Linked DNA regions of Bicyclus anynana: region 2 is linked to region 1. Evidence: chromatin contacts called from public Hi-C data. All regions are on one chromosome and are shown on one strand. Each heading gives the region's core, a stretch centred on a gene start, on an enhancer-like site or on the middle of the called end of the contact. The rest is flanking DNA. Distances are from core to core; before and after follow the strand shown.

Region 1 (5,940 bases), core at 3,105-5,604:
CGAAGTTATTTAGTCATTTAAAAGTAAACATAATTTTAAATAAAATAATGGTAGTTTTCCAAGAGACAGGAGCTATGTACCATATGGCAGCTCAGGTAGGCGGGAAAAAAACGGACACAAAAACACTGGCTGTCAAGTAGCGTAGACTGAATAGGGTTACCATAAAATTATAAAATTCAATTGTGTCACGGAACAACGTGACGCAATAAGAAGTGTCCGCCCCCCTTCTAACACCTATGCGGTTTTGTAAATAATCACAGAAGGAGCACAGGTATAAATGAAAAATAATTAGAAGGAAAACTATATCAGCTAAGCCGCGATTGCCTTCTAATGAGTAAATATAGTCCACCAACCATCTTACCTAGAACACGACAATTGTATACAAATTCCGTTGTCAACTAATTTTCATGCGGTTTTCGCTAATACCTATGTAGAGATATATGTTAGAGGTTTCGGCGTAATATAATTTATTAAGATTTTGAATAGGTAAAATGATTCTTTGACGATAATTTTTTAAAGTGTCGGAAGTCAAGCCGCCTGGAAGTATTCAATGAACACGCTGCCTATAATCTTTTGGGGAGATATAAAATAAAACATTCATGATGTACCTAATCCTCTTCTATAGATATACAAGAAAAGGAGATATTATTATATAATATAGCATAACGGGTAGATTTAAATATAAAGTCGTAAACTAAAACTTATATTTACAGTATTTTTTAGTTATTTAATCTAAGCATTTGATATTTTACATTGTATAGTAAAACAAAGGAACAATTATAAAAGTATAAAATTCAAAAGGAATTTTATACAAGGTTTACAGTTCTTGTTGTAGCTTTTCAAAATTACTAATAAATTAATAATATTGTTTAGTTTGTCCCGAATATGGCCGAATGCTTGTGCACCCTCGTCGTGAATCATACCAACATGAATTCTGATTCAAGTCGTCCTTCAAGGAATGCTAGTGGAGAGTGTTAGAAATTCGAATAAGTTTTAAAATAAACTTCTTAATGAGTTTAAAATTCGTACCTACATTACGATAATATACTCATCTACTAAACGGCCTATATGTTGAATAATTATGTGCACACATTATCGAATGTTTAGCGACGTATCAGGTAACAACGATGTTTTATACTAGATATAGGGCACTAGAGCATCAAAACTGAGACGGACAAATTAATGTGCATAATTGTCTTAATTTCATTTTGTCGCTTAATAAACAACAGAAGTTATTAAAACAAATAATACATAAATATTGTCTACAATGTCGATGTCGATGTCAATGTACTTAAATATATAATGTAAGTAAATACTAAATATATGCACATGGGCTCAGTGGACTAGCTAAATTTGGATCACTTTTTGCCGTAACTTAGTAGGGACGTAAAATATCTATAATATAAAATATCGCTGTACGGTAAGAGGTACTTGTACCACGAGTAACCATAGCAACACCACTATATAGCATCTTGCTTCTAATGTTACCTGCCGAACGACTATCATTTTGTTTCAACTCACTTTCCGAGGTCTATGATGAGGTTGGTATAAGTACAAAAATTCCAAAAAAGCTGAAACCCAGAAAAGTATTGTAAATAAATATTTAGTTCTATCAAAAATCGATAGAATGCTTTTTAAGATGTGTAGATATAAAATTGTGTCCCTATAAAATTATAATTGTAAATCTATTTCTCAACGGTTAAAAAAAACGTAATTTCAAAAACAGAACGAGTCAAGTGGAACGGCCGGCTCTACTGCACGCACGACGTTCCACACGCACACACTCACAACAGCTGATTTACATTTTATGTTTACTCATTCCAATATCATACAAATTTAAACCATAAAATAATGAAAATACGTTTCATATTTCATTGAAGTGTCATTGTTATCTGCTTTAAAATGCAGATGATTTTCAACTCAATTGCATTGTCATAAGATATATATTTCAAAGTCGATAACAAATTCGATGATTCTGTGAATAGTCCATATTGCTAATCTATTTTCTGCTTTATTATTAAGCACAGTAAGTGTATTTTTGCTTAATTTTTATATGCTTCCTATTCTGTTATGTTAAAACAAAATTGTCTGTGTGTGAATCACACTGTAGGTAGGTATACCTGTATTATAATTTAAACATGGCCGACTTATTTTTATTTTGTTTTTTAATAATAATTATAAAGCCGGTAGGTGCCTTATGGAATATTAACCATAGTGGTATGGAAATGTTTATTTTAATTTTAAATAAGTAGTTTGCCGTTATCCTTAATGGACCGAAAGACTGCAATAGACATAATCTCATTTTAGGAAGGTTGAAAGGAGAATGCCGTCTTTTGTATGGAAACTCGGCTATAATAATAACTATACTGCGTCTCAAAGTCACTGCAATACATTAAAATGTGCCTAGAAATATGTTTTGAAAAAATAAACAAGATACTCGACGGGAGTTTGTAATAATCTGACTTTTAAGTTAGCTCTTTTGGAGGTTATTTTTTGCAAATCTCTCAGTAATTACGTATCACTATTTTTACTATAAGATAAAAACATTTCAAAACAGTTCAAAGTATTTGTTTATAGCTGTACCTAAATCATATGTATAAAAGACGTAACTGTAAATAATATAATACTTATACATATAATAATTTAGTTACGTTTTTTAGGTATGGTGACTTTGAAAGATGGCAGGTTTCAAGGGTCCAGTCAATGACATTTTATACTAAAGACATGTTACGCGCCTACAAAATCACCGCAAAAAAGTGATCCGAATTTAGTTACTCCATTGAGCGCACACATGCACAATTTTGAGTTTAAGTACTTATATATTTATGTATATTTTATACTTAGGTATATTATATATTTATTATTTATGTACATAGTTTTTAATTCGCGTACAAGTAGGTATACCTATACAAAAAATAACACAGACTCGAAAAGAACCGCCTTCTATTTTTAAAGTCGGTTTAAAAATACGTTTTAGGTGGACGTTTGTGTGATTGGACTGGACCAAAGAGCCAAAGACTATAAATATAATAGAGATATTATAAAATCTATCTTACTTACTAGTGCGTCGTAACTGAGGCGCACCATGGTGGCTAATTGTCTTAATTTCATTTAGTCGCATAGTAAACTAATCAAACATTTTTTATACTGCAAATTACAGGAACTATAATTTGCAGTATAAAAAATGTTATAAAGGTATGCAACATTATCTATATCTATTTAATTGTCTATAATCTCAGATTTCATCTACAACTCTCATTCAACATATTTACGTATTTAGGTACCAATAATTACGGTTCTTATGGATACTAGTAGACTAAGCAATAGTGCTGGAGATCAATAAATAATCTAAGTACCCTAGTAAGTAGAGAAATTAAAAAGCAAACCTCGTAAAAAACTTAAATTTTAAGTAGCTTACGCCGCGGTTCCTTTCTGGGCCGATTCAATTCGAATTTCGAATATGATATTCAGCCAGCAACCGGTTGCCCTTGTAATAGTTGGCTGATGTTATCAGGCGCCCAGTTTGTGTGACCCGTGTCATAGCTCCGCAGTTTCCTTATGTCATACTCATAGAGGCTGTCGCGGCCAGAGATAGGGCTCTTGATAAAGTGGTCCTAAGCCGTCGGCAAGTGCAACGCGAACGAAAATATACGGCGCGCTGAGTTGTTTTGCCGCCTTATCACTGTGGTCATAGAATATACGGTGGAAATACGAACAGTTTCATGCCTAAAGGTTCAAGTTCTAAGCGAGCTTGATTGTAAGGTCAGTTACATACACTAGGTACATGATAGATTACATTAATTAAGAATGATTTTTGTTCTTCCTTAATTTTCAAAATTGATGTTAAACATAATTACTGCATAGGTTACGTATGTAAAATAATTATTAACGAAGTGAAATAAATATCCGAAGAAATAATGGAAATGCTATGTGTTATACTAAGTACATACGTTTGATTATTATTATGACTCAATCGTCTTAATTACTCGAAAAAATCGTCATGCAATTTTGCATAAGCTTTATCAGGAGTAGGTACAGAAAAGAACAAACTATATTTCGTTAAAACAAAATTTACTGATCCCGAAGGATAGAAAGAAATTATGACAGTTGATCATATCAAATGAATTTAATTGCTTGTAAGTGTTAGAGCTACAAATCTAAATTAAAGTAACATACTTCGATTACTATAGTAGATATTATGAGAAAAATGCTTTTATTTAAATGCGATAAAATAGAATACTTTCGTTGCAAATATAGGTTGTGTAATGTGTAATATCTGTAGACTGCATATTCTGTGAGACGGGCGTAGCGGGCCGCGCGGGACGAAGGCGGGCTCTCGGCCCGCCAACTTAAAAATGCCGCCGCAGAGCCTCCGAATCGATACGTCGCGCGTCACGTGCCGCCGAGCGCGACCAATAGCGAGCGAGCGGCGGGCGGGGGCCGCTCTCCGCCGCCAGTGCACGTCTGAATGCCGAGCGGGACGGTCGCTCGCTCGCTTCCCGCTCGATTTCACCGAAAACCGGTCCGTTGCGATGTGTATTGCCATAGTGTAGTGCGATGAGTGCGTGGACGGAGGAAGTGTTGTCCTGGCGCGACGACCGGCTCGGCCTGACCGAGCTGCCGAGCACGACGAGGCGGAAGAATCGCACCGCGCCTTACAGGCTCCACCGGCCGCACTTACCAGCGGCGCACGTCCCCGAGCCCGCGCCAGAGCAAGGCACCCACATCTCGCGGCTCTACCCCGAGCTGCTGGCGCTGATATTCGAGCGGTTGCCGGTGCGGGACAGGGGACGGGCGGCTCAGGTGTGCCGCGCGTGGCGCGACGCGGCCGACCGGCGCTCCGTGTGGCGCGGAGTGGAGGCCGCCTTGCATCTGAGGAGGCCGGCGCCCGTGCTGTTCGCTTCCCTGGCGAGACGAGGCGTGCGGAAACTACAGGTTCTGTCCCTGCGGCGCGGCCTCCGAGATGCGGTCGCCGCTTTACCCGGCCTGGAGTCCCTGTCTCTCAGCGGCTGCTACAGCGTCACCGATGCGGCACTCGCAAGCGCCTTCGCGGCTGAACTACCAGCGCTCCGACGGTTAGATCTCTCGCTGTGTAAACAGGTCACGGATTCATCCCTCGGCAGAATAGCGCAGTCATTAAAGAATTTGGAAGAGTTGGAACTGGGCGGCTGCTGCAATATAACCGATACAGGACTACTCTTAATCGCGTGGGGTCTGCGGAAATTGCGCCGTCTGAACCTGAGGTCGTGCTGGCATGTGAACGATGACGGCATAGCGCACCTGTGCGGCGGCGGGGAGGCGAGAGGGACCCCCGAGTTGGAGCATTTGGGACTACAAGACTGCCAGAGGTTGACGGACGAAGCATTGAAGCACGCCGCTACGGGGCTTCCGAAACTGAAGTCGATCAACCTGTCGTTTTGCGTGGCGGTGACTGACGCCGGGTTGAGGCATTTAGCTCGACTCTCGCATTTAGAGGATGTCAATCTGAGGGCGTGCGATGGGGTGTCCGACGCCGGCGTCGCTCACCTGGCGGAGAGCGGAAGACTGAGGGCTCTAGACGTGTCGTTCTGCGACAAAGTCGGGGACGAGGCCCTCTCGCACGCGACGTTGGGGCTGTCGGGGCTCCGCTCGCTATCGCTGAGCGCCTGCCGCTTGACCGACGAAGGCCTCGAGAGAGTCGCGAGGCTGTCGCAGCTGGAGACGCTCAACATCGGACAGTGCACGCGCGTCACCGACCGAGGCCTGCGCGCGCTGGGGGAAGGCCTCCGCAACCTGAAGGCGATAGACCTGTACGGATGCACGTGCATCACGCCGCAGGGCTTGGACCATATCGTGAAGTTGCCGCGGCTCAGTGTACTCAACCTCGGGTTGTGGCATGTGCGGTGACCACCACACTAGTCTGTGTTGTGTTGTGAGTGTGTGAGTGCGACGCCATGTTGA
Region 2 (6,423 bases), core at 1,624-4,123, 100 kb after region 1:
GCTATATTTTATCCCCATATTCCTACGCGAACGGCACCTACGCGGAAGAAACCGCAGAGCGTCTGTAAAATTTATAAAAACATATGAAAAATAGTAAGTAGGTATCTTTCTAAGATGTCACTCGCGCTCATAAACCGCACAGAAATCGTTGTTAATGTGAACCGACATTATTGCATTATTCCCACACTCTGATAAGTACTGCTGCGTATCTATGCATGTGTGCGTGACAGTAATGTGTCACCACATTCAATGTCCACATGAAATTCGTATTTATCATGCCTTTGACGTCACCAATATTAAGTAAGTTGAGTTCAAAAATATTAACATAATATACTTACGCATACCTACTCGTAGTTTTTTATGAAGTAAAAAAAGGTTAAGTCAAGCTGCAAACTTAAAATTAAAGCTATGGTACTTGTACATATGATTTCTGTGGCTATGGTACCAGACCAGACTTTCATCCAGATCCATTTATAATTATGTTAAGTCGTTATATGGTTTTTTAAGAGTAGTAGGTATTTATGAAGAAGAAGTACTTAATAAACACCCATAAATAAAATATATGTATAGGTATCTACTATCTAGTTTCCAAAGAATTAATAATTCGTCCAGTGATAAGCTTCTACGAAATAATAGAAAACACGAATATAATAAAATCGAACTTAGCTAAAAGAAAATAAAAAAACATAGACTTTTTCAAAACTGCGCCAGTTTAGACGGCTTCCGTAACGCAGTGGTTTGCACGGTGGATTTACATGACGGAGGTCGTGGGTTCGATCCCCGGCTGGGCAGATTCAGGTTTTCTTAATTGGTTCAGGTCTTGGTGTAACTTGTAAAGAATAAAAAAAAGAACGATAATCTCCTCCTTTTTTAAGTTGGTTAAAAATTGCAAGTTGGTTAAAAAGGAAAAGGAATGGAAAGCAGGATTTTTTAAAAGCCCATTTATTTTTCCAAAAAGGGAGAGGTTGTACACTGGGAAGTAGGTAGGTAGGTTTTATATATATATTTTTTAGTTAAGAGCCAGTGTTTTCGAGACGAAGTCGCGGGCATCGTGCTAGTTACGAATATCGCAAAAACTTGTAAAACTCGCCAAGGTCTCGCAATTTCGTTTAAACTGTCGGCATCGCACGACCGCTCCACCTTCCCTCCGCATTATTATAATTATCGCGTCGGACGGACAGACGCCCGGGGCAGACGAAATCGCTGTAAATCCTATACATATATACTTACGTTATAGCTGGTTGATTCGACCCATTCAGGATTTTTATTGTTTTCTTTTTTTTTTATTTATAATAGACTTGCGCTTGACTACAATCATGCCTGGTGGAAAGCAATGATGAGGTCGAGGTTGGAGCGCATTTGCCTAGAAAATACCTATTCATTCTTGTCTTGAAGGTGCACAAATCATAAGTGTTAGGAAACACATCTTCGCTTTTCTTAATAGAAACGTCGATGCGAAACGTTTTGTGCGAGTCGACAGGACATTGACAACAAAAGGATGCCAATTCTTGTCATAATAGGTAACAAAAAATGGCATAAGCTGAAGGTCAAAAGTAAAAACTGCTTACGCGTTTTTTCCCTCAGTGGCAGTAAGTTTTCGGCGCTCCTAAAATGATTACTTTGAGGATCAAGTTAAACCACTGCCTAAGAAAGAGCGTGAAAAAATGGTCTACCGAGCGAGCCTTTGCAGCGCAGATTACTGCAGCTTTGAAGAGGCATATTAATTAGTTGTTCTAGATTTGTTTATTGAGTTTTTAGAGGCATGCAAATATGGACATTTTCCAAATATTTTTATTTTCAGTTGACAAAATTGCGGAAAATTGGACGCCGTTCTCTTTTTAGAGTTTGGTGCTAAAGAAATTTTATAATAATAAATACATGAGACCACGTGTTTGTGTCTTCAATGCACTGATCAAAATTAATTTGAATTTTGAAAAAAATTTTTGAGTTAACCAAATCAAAATAACAGAACACAATAAACAAGGCACTTGGTTCTTATGGGACATGAATAAGATAGCATTACACTGTTTTAGTAAAGTGAATTTTATCAATGTCTAATGCAGAGTCAGTTACGGGAATGACGGACGGATTAAAAATAGATTAGATGGTGATTTTTTCTCAGTTATTTATAACCACTTTGAGTTGTCGTAAATTTGAATCAAATTGCATAATTGGTGGTATGGCCTTTTGTTGGTATGAAACTATTTTGAACTTTATCGTGTAATTAATAGAGTATAGTTTTGTATGCTAATGCTTTTTTTTATAATTAAATGCAGATATGGAAAGGTATTGTATCAAATTATAGACTGTCTTAGATTTAGCTTGAGGGTTTCAATATTGTAAAAAGGGTGCCTGATTGTGGTACGATACAAGTTGTACGCGGTAATCGAACCCGCTATTTGTATACCTAATAACCGCAAAAACCTTAGAGCTATTGAAGCGCTAAATCTAAATTTATCAATAAAGTGTAAAAAGCCGTTTTTAAAGAAATTAAAAATTCATTATTATTTTGAATGATATATTTGAATGATATATTTAGTTTACAAACACATTTGAAACGTTAGGTTTGTTTGTCTGTTTGTTTTGACTTACCTTCACTCGCACCTTATTTCTGATACGACATAAAGTTTGCGTCCGACTATACCTACCTACAGATTAACTTAGATTGATAATTAATTTTTTTTTTTAAACAAATATCATCCAAACTAAATGTACTTGAGGCAAAGCTTTTTGCTTGTAAAAAAGAAATTAACCCTTGCACAGTAAAAGTGAAACCAACACAATAATGGGTCTCTCGTCATGACGTTGTCGCGCTCACTCCGACCGGAACTCGCACGCACCTGTATCCGGCGTCACTTCCGGCGACATGGCGGCGCAGTGCACGAGCGAATATACATCTATAAACCTACCAGTCATCATTGTCAGACTATTATAACGGCCTACTACAAGGCTAGGCCTCCCTCCTTTTTTAGGAGGGGATATGGAGCGTGGAGGTCAGTATTTTTTTCATTTTGTACCTTATTGATAATGACTGAAATCAACGGTTTAGCTTTTTTTATTTTTTATTCTTTATATGTTAGCCCTTGACTACAAACTCACACGATGGCAAGTAATGATCCAATCTAAAGTGGAAGAGGGGTAACTTGTTAGGAGGAGTTGAAAATCCACACCCCTTTCGGTTTCTACGTGACATCGTACCGGAACGCTAAATCACTTGGCGGTACGTTTTTGCCGGTAGGGTGGTACCTAACTAGCCATGGGCGAAGCCTCCCACCAGCCAGACCTGGACCAATTAAGAAAACCCCAATCGGCCCAGCCGGGGATCGAACCCAGAATCTCCGTCTTGTAAAGTGTGAGTTTTCACTTCCAGAGACATGCGGTGTACCTTCTTAGCTTCAACAATCCCAGAACTGAGAATTTTGAGAAGACAGAAAATACCGACTTGGGATTCGAACCTAATAAAAAAAAAACATATTTACAAAAATAATATCTTTAGAACTATTTATTAATAAACATATACTGCCATCTATTGTACAGTAGAAGAAACAGAATTTCTTTCTATTAGCTGCTAGGTGGCGCTTTATCATAAAATGTTTACCTATAATTATATAATTATATATTGTTGTTGATAGGTAATAGGTACGACGTTTTAAACCTTTCAGACAAACTCAAACAACCTAGAATAGCTTAATACAATAGTCTAATCGAATTAGTGATGTGATGTGCCGAAACTTATGTGTATTTGCGGATATAGGTATACCTTGTATATACTCGGATATACTTAATCAATAATCATACTTATAAAACGATTTGTATACGAATACAAACATTAGTCTCACGTTTCTAGTCTAAAGTGATCTGTGGTCTCACGATCCGTGGATACCGATCTTAACTTTCTTACGTGATCATTTCAACCAATCCCAACCATCAAAAATCAAAATATAACTAAAGCTATACACCAACAAGTTATTTTATACTGTTGTCTAGCCGATGTTGGTAGGTATCTAAATATTAAAAGAAAAGGGGAGTAGAGCGGATAAAAACACACATTTTGTATTATATGAAGATATTATATTTTCAAAGAACATGTACCTTATATTTTCAGCATAGTTTCGGTCAATACAACGTGTGAAACAGCGACCCACGGCTTAATACCATTATAATAATAATAACAAGTAACTAATATCATTTTAATACCATTATTATTGTGATCATACAATTTTCTACACACTTGATTCAATACAAAAAATTAAGCTGCAACGCTGAGTTGACAACGGATTTTTTTAAATTTAAAATTCGAACACATTCGAAATTCCGATTTCAACGGAGCCTTGCAGCTTGTCTATGCCCAACCTACCATTAATACAATATACCTACTAAGTTTCAGCGACATGTATCAAGTATAAAAAGCCAGTTTGCCAACTCCATTTATTATTTTAAACTGTTTATTTAGTTTTCCAGCATAATTGTTGAAGAATTGACAGCTTAACGGCTAAGAAGGACGATGGCCATTTTGGACCCGAAAACTGATAACCCACTGTTACAAAAAAAGACTTTCTAATGATCGTTTCAGAACGGAAATTTAGATATTTCAAAAGATTAATTATAAGCTTTACGTAATCAGTTTTTATGTAATATTTTCATAGCTTTACACATATACTAACTATTATTATTGAGAAAGTGGCCATGGTCCTTGTAATAGTAAAATAGCATAAATTGAGATCTTTCGATGTTATTATTATAATTCGGCTCCAATAAAATCCAATTTATGAAATTGGGAAAATGGCGTTATTTAAAGCTTTTGCCTAAAACAGCAATAATAAAAATATGATATTATAATAACATTTTATTAAGGATTTAATTTGACTAGGCTAAACTTATTACCACAGTTTAGATACTAACAGTAGGTCAACTTTATACGATTTCTAGTCAATGTAGAAGAATTATTACAATTTATTTTTAAAATTTTCTCACTATTATCTTGATTTGTTAAGCTTAATGGTTAAGGCATGAATTTAATAACAGTTACGAATAAACTGGCATGAATAGAAATACCACTGTTTTTTATTCTTAAAACTTAATAAAATAATACTATGCACATTGACATTTTCGTATGAATTGTAACCACTGTTCGTATTAACTATTCCGTGTCAAATACTTAGGAGTAAATAATATTCACAAATTGGATTTCTTACACGCCGATCATCGCATCACAAACGCGATGCAGTTGTAAAGACATATATAAAAGCTCAAGATACATATTCGATATAAAATACGGTATTCAGCTGCCGAAACGGAAAGTGGCTATTTATTCCCGCGAATTCACAAAAGTTTTCAACAACTTTCATTCAACGTGTTTAACAATGAGCGGACGTTCAGCTATCAAAATCACATCTCACATTTAAACAAAATCAATTTCCTTATTTTATAAGGCAGTGCTTTTGTCGAGTGTAAAGGCGTTGTTTCTATACGATAGCGTACTAATCTCATAGACATATAAAATGTAGGCCGTACAAGTTTGACAGGGATAACGGGTTAGTAATGGACAAAATAGTTCAGCATAATTAGTTTTTCTTCTTCTGTTTTTTCCAGTCGGTTTTTTGTTTAGTAGCTACTGACAAGCTTTAGAGTTTAGAACGATAAATGAAAATTTTGTATCTTTTTTTCAGAAATTTTCTTGGGCTAATTTCGTCTATTAGGCCAATATTAGTAATTATTATTATTGCCAAAATTGATATTTTACAGTAAGGCCTTATCTAAATATAGGCAATTGAACTGTGGTATATCCTGTATAACCAGAATTATCAGCGTCCCTGAAACGGCGAAAAATATTTAAAATAAATCTGCGACTTTTTCCCGCCTGCCATATTTCCCCATAAAGTGCACACTATCGAATTGAGTCAATATAATCCGAATAAGTATTCATTAGTGCAAATGTGGCCTTAATGTCTGATTAAATTACAACTAAGAACTTGGATACTGGTCTACTGTATGTAGTGGACTGTGACCCATTTTAAAAGTTAAATTATTCGGCACATTTGTTCAAAGACGTTTCAGAAGAAATGTTTTTATGACAATTTACGCAGCCTAAAAAGTTCAGCAATTCTATTTTCCCGCGGTTTGAAGTTGAGTTACAGGTTTTAATGAAAATTCCAGAGTCCAAGTCTTAATACGGCAAATTTGGTTTCATTCTATACGTCTATGCCATTTATAAAGTAATGATATGCCAACTGTTCGCTTCGGAGGCCATAATTTGTGCTTGATATGTAAAAGTATTACAAAAAACTACTTGAGTATTTTTAATTATTTGCAGTTCCATATTGTAAACAAAATTGTGTTTCACTAAACATACTAGCTAAGCCTTGAAAAATTGCTTTAACATAAACGTGTAAGTTAACGCAGACCACCGATTATCAATCATCG

Evidence for each region. Hi-C and Micro-C count contacts between places; a contact is called where the count stands out from the background.
Region 2: a contact with region 1 is called in a Hi-C map of whole larva, with 4 times the contacts expected there. The contact joins the enhancer-like site here to the promoter of LOC112045427 in region 1. A contact is called at or near these places in 2 of 2 Hi-C or Micro-C datasets (whole body and whole larva).

The regions. Positions count from the first base shown.
Region 1 is chr2:2,700,522-2,706,461 of ilBicAnyn1.1, forward strand. LOC112045427 (F-box/LRR-repeat protein 14) reads left to right here and starts at 4,355. Exons shown (of 1, transcript XM_024081596.2): 1 at 4,355-5,940. The coding sequence starts at 4,558. The coding sequence ends at 5,886.
Region 2 is chr2:2,803,473-2,809,895 of ilBicAnyn1.1, forward strand. It overlaps LOC128198848 (ELKS/Rab6-interacting/CAST family member 1-like), which reads right to left. Exons shown (of 5, transcript XM_052886177.1): 5 at 4,056-6,423. Among protein-coding and RNA genes, the nearest start is that of LOC128198848, 9.1 kb to the right of the region's middle. Within about 2 kb of position 2,874, at least 8 of the 8 cell types and tissues checked have open chromatin away from gene starts, as enhancers often do.